2 separate regions of the Bombyx mori genome follow, and region 1 is linked to region 2. The links are chromatin contacts, called in public Hi-C maps. All regions are on one chromosome and are shown on one strand. The core of a region is the stretch at or near the end of the contact, and the rest is flanking DNA. Distances in the headings are between cores, read along the strand shown.

What was found. A called contact is a pair of places that touch in the nucleus more often than the background predicts.
Region 1: a Hi-C map of midgut shows a contact between it and region 2, with 2.6 times the contacts expected there. The contact joins the enhancer-like site here to the promoter of LOC101742433 in region 2. A contact is called at or near these places in 3 of 7 Hi-C or Micro-C datasets (midgut and whole pupa).

What each region holds. Positions count from the first base shown.
Region 1 is chr14:6,807,892-6,812,020 of ASM3026992v2, reverse strand. LOC101742433 (protein kinase C and casein kinase substrate in neurons protein 1) reads right to left here. Exons shown (of 12, transcript XM_004922611.5): 7 at 4,043-4,129; 8 at 3,582-3,702. Among protein-coding and RNA genes, the nearest start is that of LOC119629458, 19 kb to the left of the region's middle. Within about 2 kb of position 1,405, at least 6 of the 8 cell types and tissues checked have open chromatin away from gene starts, as enhancers often do.
Region 2 is chr14:6,711,643-6,715,589 of ASM3026992v2, reverse strand. It overlaps LOC101742433 (protein kinase C and casein kinase substrate in neurons protein 1), which reads right to left and starts at 1,389. Exons shown (of 12, transcript XM_004922611.5): 1 at 1,111-1,389.

The sequences.
Region 1 (4,129 bases), core at 156-2,655, 96 kb before region 2:
CTGTTCACTCAATTTATTTAAAGTTTAGTTTCTTGCAGTACGATTCTCGTTAGTTCGTCCAAACTTTCGATTCGTTTTATGCGAACTCAACATAATGTAAAAAAAAAACAAATAAAAATAATAATAAATTAGAAACAATCCACAACACGTCCATCCAAAGCTAGTGAACGTTAATAGTGTAAGCTAAATGAAGAGAAGATTTCTAATAGGTAGAAGAATTCTAATAGGGATCTGTGACTACTAATCATGCGTAGGAACTAACATACCTAACTAAAAGGGTTGAATTTAAAATCATAAAATATTAAATTTTGTTTTAATCAAAGTAAATATTGCAATTTCGAATAATTTTCTATTTAGTAGTTTTATTCATCATTCATCACGGGATCTCTCTCCTAAGCTATCCGTCCGATAGATTTAACGACAAAAATGTAAATGAAAATTGAAAACGTAACGTCGATATGACTAAAAAAGACGAAAAGAAACCCTAACAGTAGCCCTAATTGTGTCTTCGCGTCGCGAATACCGAATGAAAAAATAAGATAACCTTTTCGCGCTCGTTGCAAGCTGATTTTAGATAATTCCAATCCAGAACTGATCTGCCATCGCATACAGGCAACGCACGTGCTTGGACCGGTACTTAATAAGCTTGAGATTTTTTCTTTACTTATTCGCTGGTAACCTAAGAAGTTATTCCAGATATGCGCGGACGGGTAAATGAGCTCACGGGCTCAACCTGAGAAAATCTTCAAACACTAGCCCCAGCAGTGCTTCGCAGAATCTACCACTCCATCGATATTGTGACCCACTGAGAAGATCCGGCGAGAATAATACAAGCAACTCCTTATTCCGAAAAAAAAATGTGCCTTCATTTTTTCTGAATTTAACGCGAGTGAATCCGCGTGTTACGTAAAGTATTATTCTAAAATACATTCAACAAATTTTATCAAAGTTCCAACTGTTTTTTGAACTATGGTTCCACAATGGCGTATTTTCAATGATCGCTATTCTATTCTATTCACCGTAAGTACTACACACAACCGCCTTACTGCCGTGGAACACCTCGGAGGAGGGGTGCTGTGATTTCGCTATGTGTTGCAACTATTGTATATAACGCGCCATCCATCCACGGTGTATACTCTTGTGCCTCCACAAAACCATTTCGTGCGTTTCCAATTCTTAACGTTCGTTTGCGAGTTTTGTGCTATTGCCTCTGACCACCGCTGTACTTACCTAGCCTCTACATTGTTCACATCAACGCACACATTAACAACAATGATCCCGTACGTTTGATTTAAGCTGGTGTGTGCGTGCGGTCGGCGGTGTCGTTTCGTACCATTAGCGGGTTGGTATAGAAGAACGCCGTGGGGCGATACGAGCCGGCTAGGGATGGAGCCACGCGGACGGCGCGCAGACAACGCGTCCACAAGTCGGACGACAGCACGCGTCCTATCGCCGCTGACGCCCGCAACGAGTACACTTCGTAAAACGAGCCTGGCGTGTCCGGTTCGTCCTTATTGCGGAATTACGTTCATGAAACTATACCTTTGGCCTCATACGAATAAGTGCCATATGTATGTACGATGCTTCGTATCTTCGTGACATTGACAGTGATTTTCTCTTTATTAATACATATAATCTTCGAATCGTATTTATAAATGTTATTTGTGTAGTTTTTTTCGTATAGTTTCGTTTTTATTTATAATCCTTTATCTAAATTAGCACTCAAAACCTTCGATAAAATTTAATTCGATTAAATGTGTTTATTAAAATTGAAATACGCCTGCACGAAATTTGAATTTCTCACGATTATTAAAACCGTAGGTATCTTAATTTATATATTATCCACTAAATTGATTATATATTCCTAATGCTTCTTTAATCGTGTTTTTAATTAAATCATTAACGGGTTTTCCTACGCGAGGTGACAGGAAACCAATTCTATCAAAATCAATGCACGAATTTGAACAATTCACCTAGATAACGACGAATGAAAATCTATCTAAATAGAAGTATCTAAAGTTTGGCGTTTGAAAGGCATGCTTTTGTAAAAAATGAATTCTTGTAGACTGTAGTTGTTAAACCAATTTTAACGGTAATATAAAGCCTTCGTCAAACAGAACGCGTACTTAGCGCCGCGTACTTAACGTCGCGCTCTTCAAATTGACTAGATGAGTCTAACGCTTCTTGACGCAACGCATTCGCTAAATCATAGTGCCTTTCGATAGCAGTGTGAAAATTTAAAAGTATTAAGAAATCGAGTGATTCAGATGTGGCATTGTATGTATATGCATGGGTATTTTCTAACTATTTATATAATTTTTTCGGGCATTATCTAGTATTTTAATACACATTCACTCGGACGCTAAAATAAAATTTGTAAAAAATTACAACGCCTTACGTCAAAGCGTCCTAACGCCGCGACATAGCGCTGCGTACTTATAGCGCTGGGGCTCCGTTTGACGGTATGTTACTATATTAGTACAACACATCTCGGCGTCGTAGCGCGGCGTCAGTTTAGCGCTCTGACGCGCGCTAATTACGCGTTCTGTTTGACGAAGGCTTTATTATACTCGTATAATCGGTTTGAGTTGTTGAGTTGTAAAATAAATATTTGTAATAAATGTTTTAAATAGAGTATTTGTATTAAGTATTTCGTATGATTGTTTTATATTTTTTTTATTCTATAATAATAGATTAATAGTACACGCGATAGGAAGTGGTGTCATGGGATTTTTTACTACTAAGTGGTTACATTCCGGATTATTCTCTAGCCCTTCTTTGAACAGTGATCTATCACTGCGTTTCGACAGTTACAAAGGGGGTTCATTTTATAGCTAGAGGAAAAAGTGATATCTGAAAACGAACCCTAGACAATCGTAGTGATTTCATACAAAAATTACGAACTACCTTCCGTTAACTGACGTGTAACTTGATGCATTGGAACTATTTATTACGTTTTTCTGTTTGAGAAATGGCGTAAATCGATTTTCTTTATTATCTCCACGATTGTGATTGTTGAAAAATGTTTTCAATTTATATGTTTGTGAAGCCAATTATAATTTGATTACCTTATTATTCAGAGCAAATTTATGAGACTAGAAATACGCTAATCTACACAACGAGAACTATCACTACCTTTAATATACCATGTTCTGTATTCAATGATAGTGTATTAATAATAGTATCTCAAATGCACTACCTAACTATAAGCATTAACAATTTAGTAAAATGCACTCGACACGGAGGAAACTAGAGCAAATCAGATCAGATCAAAGAGACACAGTTATCCAATGAGGGTAGACAAACATTTTTTAACACTAATAAACACGCTATTTATGAACCAACTTCGAGGATCAAAAAGGAGTGGCTTCTGTATTTATAAAGTATCGTTTTTTTCCCTCCATAATATTAAAATTCTCCTCTATTATTTATTTATTCTTAAATGGCTTTAATTGTTCCGAAATCCTTTAAAAATAATGTGTTATTTTTATTAGATAAAAATCTTTCTGCTGATGACTGTGTCTCAGTGCGGTTAGAGATAACTGATGCAGGCTGAGGATAGTAGCAGATGACGTCCATACCTCGAACTGCGGCCAGGCCATCGCCATATTGACCCCGTGGTTGTTGGCCCACCACTTGAGGTCCTTCTGGCTGTCTGCGTTGTTGATCGTGTGGTGGAACTCTTCGTAGATTTGCGGTAAGCTGAAAACGCATTATCATTTCTCTCTATAGTTTAATACATTTAAGTTTTGACACGTCAATTATATTGCCAGTTATCTCAGTGTACATTTTTGATATACATCTTTATTGTATAAATAGCTGTACTCTCCGTATTTATTGTCATTATTATTAAGGAGTCCAACACTCTTATAAATATTAGCTTATCCATTAAGTACATGTATTTTCTACATGGATACGAAGTTTCAAGTCAATCGAACGCATGGTTCAGTAGTTATAACGGAACATCCGTAAAAACCACTGTAGATTATAGTCGATAGATATAGTCGATATTAGTCTTTACTGTATAAAGAAATATTCTGACCTCGGTTCTTGACTTATGTTGAGGCATTTGTGGAAGCTAAACAGCACATCTTTGAAGAATTTCAATCGCTGCGCTTCCATCTGTTGG
Region 2 (3,947 bases), core at 140-2,639:
GTAGTCTTTTTTTATTATAATATTTTTTATTTTATTAATTCAGTACTTAGAGGTATTGATTGTTTGACTTCATTTTTTTAACTATTAAAGTTTATTTATCGACTTTATCTGGGAATCCTGAGATAACAAAAAATCTATAGTTTTTCACAGCCAAGGGCAATCATTTTTAAGTAAGCAATCAACTTAAGAGTTCTTAAGATCTTATAATTACTACTCAAAGAACACAGGTAAGTGACACTGGCCACCTGCAGTAATGTACTAGTACCAGTACATTTTCTTTAATCCTTAGGATCAGTATTCTCAACTTTTTTTATTCAACTGAATTATGTGTTGTTGTGTTGGTAGCCTGCAGATGGATAACATCATACTACCTATTTGTTCTGGGAAGAAATAATGCATTTCAGTTTACTCAGGAGAGAGTTCCTGTGTGCAATATCAATGAGACTGTAATGTTATATTTCAATATGGTTAGCACTATTCATATTCATATAATTTTGAATAAAGACCCAGATTGATTATTTAGAAATTCAATGAGTACAATTGTCTTTCCTGGTGGAAATTAATAAAGCCCATTAACATTGATATGTCTAATATTTTCCAATAAGAACTCTAGACATACACTATTATAGTTTTAGTATTAAACCTAAAGTTATTTCTGTTTAAAAATAACAATGCTTTTTTGAATATAAAAAAAAGAAAATTAAGTGCATTTGTTGTATAACTGTTAGAATATTCCACTATGGAATTTTTATTCATCAGAACTGTAATGGAATGTGAGGTAGCGAGTACGTAAATACCTCTCACTACGGTTTCTCAATTTATATCAAACTTTTCAGTGGGAAATAGAGCATGGAACATTCTTAGACATTGAGATTAGTAACTCCAGTGTTAATGTCAATAGTGTAAAATGAATTTTATTATAAAACTATGATAACATAATTTTGTTCGTGAGGCGCTAAACGTTATCAAAATTCATCGCAATCTACAGTATTTGCCGTTATCTCTGTACAGGTAGTTTTGCAGTAACGTTCAGCTTTCGTGGCATCAAATACCGGTGATTTTCGTCCGATAAAACTAATGTGACTATGAAAAAGTAGTTTATGTACTTACCGATAATTCAGAACGATCAATTAAACCCTGATCAGTAATCCAATATTTTATTTTACACCGATCCTATTACAGCGACACAACAAACATTCTACATCGAACAACACTTACAATTTAGTCACCAATAAATTCACAAATTTGAATATAATGTTTCAATGATAATTATTCAACACTTCAAAGGTAACGAATTTAACTAAATTTGTGAATTAACACAAATTTGGCAAAGCTTTATTCACTCCGCACAACTTGAAACATCGGCCATCACTGAATAAAATGTTGCCAGATTGCTATAGTCGGAAAGTCACACTTTTCTGACGTATGTTGATTTTCTTGCCAATAAAAAAGTAAAAATTGTCTTAATGTATCTTAGGTCTTAGTGGTATGATGTTAGTCTTGAATGATTACAATTTTTTGTCACTTTGGTGTCACTTAATATAGTGTGTAACGAAATTGTTTTTGAAACTGAAGTTGTTTAAACTATTTTTCTATCTTAAACAAAAAACATTTCAGTTATTAAATCAAGCATAAATTTAAATAAATGTGATTTTAAAGTAAATTTAAATTTATAAAACCCAGAATTTTATAGATGAAAGCGACAGTTGCCCCTCTCGAGACTATCATGTTCTTACGTGCGCTGATTTTCATTCAGAGTACATTTTGTACAATTCAAACCGATTGAGGGAGTGCATATAGAGTCCCTTCTTTATTTCGCCTGGTCGTGTTTTATGTAATTAACACCACAGTTGGAACAATATAAATTTTATTGTTGTAGCGGCATAAAGTAATTACATTAAATTAGTTATTTAACTCATTATAAATTATTTTTATGTTTTTCATATTTGGCGGTCAAAAGGTATGGTGGCACAGACTATATTCTGTCTCCCACATCTCGTGCGTTCCGGATTACGCATAATAAAACGCCACACCACCCCCCTACGGAGAAGGAGAATCCGCAGAAAAAGAGAAAAATTATCATAGGTCGAAAGGTTTGGAGAAGTGGACTCTGCGACCTGACCGGGTGGTATATTGAGGTGTATGTGTAGGAGTAGCAGTTAGAGGTGCCGAAGGCACGAGTGGACATGAAGGGACATTAGTAGCATCCGGTTGCGCTGGTTGAGGCACAGAAACCCGCGGTGCTGATGCTGGAACGAGATCTACTAAAGAATGCTCGACGAAAGCTGGCTTAATTCTGTCGACACTGACTGTCACCTGTTTCCCTTTTACATCAATCGACCACGTTTTTCCGTCCTCGGCTCTAGATATAACTCTATGAGGACCAGAGTAAGGTGGTTGCATTGAACGTCTAACCGAATCCTCCCTGAGCATTACATGAGAGGCGGTGGAAAGATTTTTAAATATGAAAGGTGATGGTTTAGTGTGTGAGGAACATGGAGTGGGACGCAATTTAGACATACGCTGTCTTAACTTTACGACAAAATCCGTCGGGTCCTCGAAGCCAGAAGGACCGGGAGGTACTAACAGTTCCCCTGGAAGCGTTAATGTTTCTCCGTAAAGCAATTCCGCTACTGTTGCTTGTAGATCTTCTTTAAAAGCCGAACGCATTCCTAATAAGACCAAAGGTAATGCATTCAACCACGAATCATCATAACACATCAGAGAGGCCTTTAATTGTCTATGCATGCGCTCCACGAGCCCATTGGCACAAGGGTGGTAACTAGTAGTGCGTATACGTTTAGTACCACATAAATTAGTAAGGCGTCTGAAAAGGTCCGACTCGAACTGTCGTCCCTGGTCGGTAGTGATGACAGCAGGTACTCCGAATCGAGCAATCCAACCGGCTACAAAGGTGCTCGCCACTTCTTCTGCTGTTATTCCGTGCATAGGCCAAACTTCGGGCCATCGAGTGTAGCGATCCACAGCAGTCAGGCAGTATTGGAAGTCAGAACAAGATGGAAGAGGGCCTATGATGTCAATATGGACATGCTTCAGTCGAGACGTAGGACTGGAGAAGTGTCCAAGTGGAGATTTTATATGCCGCGTCACCTTACTTCGCTGGCAAGCAACGCAGGTTTGGCACCAATAACGGCAATCTTTGGCAATGCCAGGCCACACGAAACGGTCTGAGATCAATCGAATGGTTGATCTAGTACCAGGATGGCTAAGATTATGTAGCTGAGCAAAAATCTTCTTTCGCATAGGTTCCGATACAAATGGGCGTGGTCGCCCTGTTGACATGTCGCAGACCAAAACAGTGTTTGTGCCAGGAACTACGACGTTCTCTAGTTTTAGAGAAGAATTCGCATCGTTACGATACTTTTTCAATTCGTCGTCAAGTTTTTGGCAAGCGGAGAGAGCAGAATGGTCAGTTTCAAAACTAACAGCTTCGATGCGGGACATGGCGTCCGCCACCGTATTGTCCTCCCCTTTTATATGGACAATGTCCGTGGTAAACTGCGAAATAAAAGACAGTTGATTTAACTGTACCGGAGGAAGCCTTTCGCGACGTTGCGAGAACGCATAAACTAATGGCTTATGGTCCGAATAAATCGTTACGTGCTGTGCGGCTAGGAAGTGTCGATAATGTTGCACACTCTCATATACCGCAAAAAGTTCTCGGTAGTATGCTGGCCACTGGCACTGTCGGGGATTCAGCTTTTTACTAAAGAAACCCAGGGGTTGCCAAGCATCACCGACTTTCTGTTGAAGGCAGGCACCAACGTGAGAACTGGAAGCGTCGGTGAAAAGCCCTAGTTCAGCGTTAGGCAAAGGGTGTGCCAACAGAGCTGCAGATGACAAGCTATCTTTACAGGCATTAAAGCATTCTTCGAGCTCAGGTGTCCAAGTGATCGGTGTGAGACCTTTACCTCCAGTGGCCACGA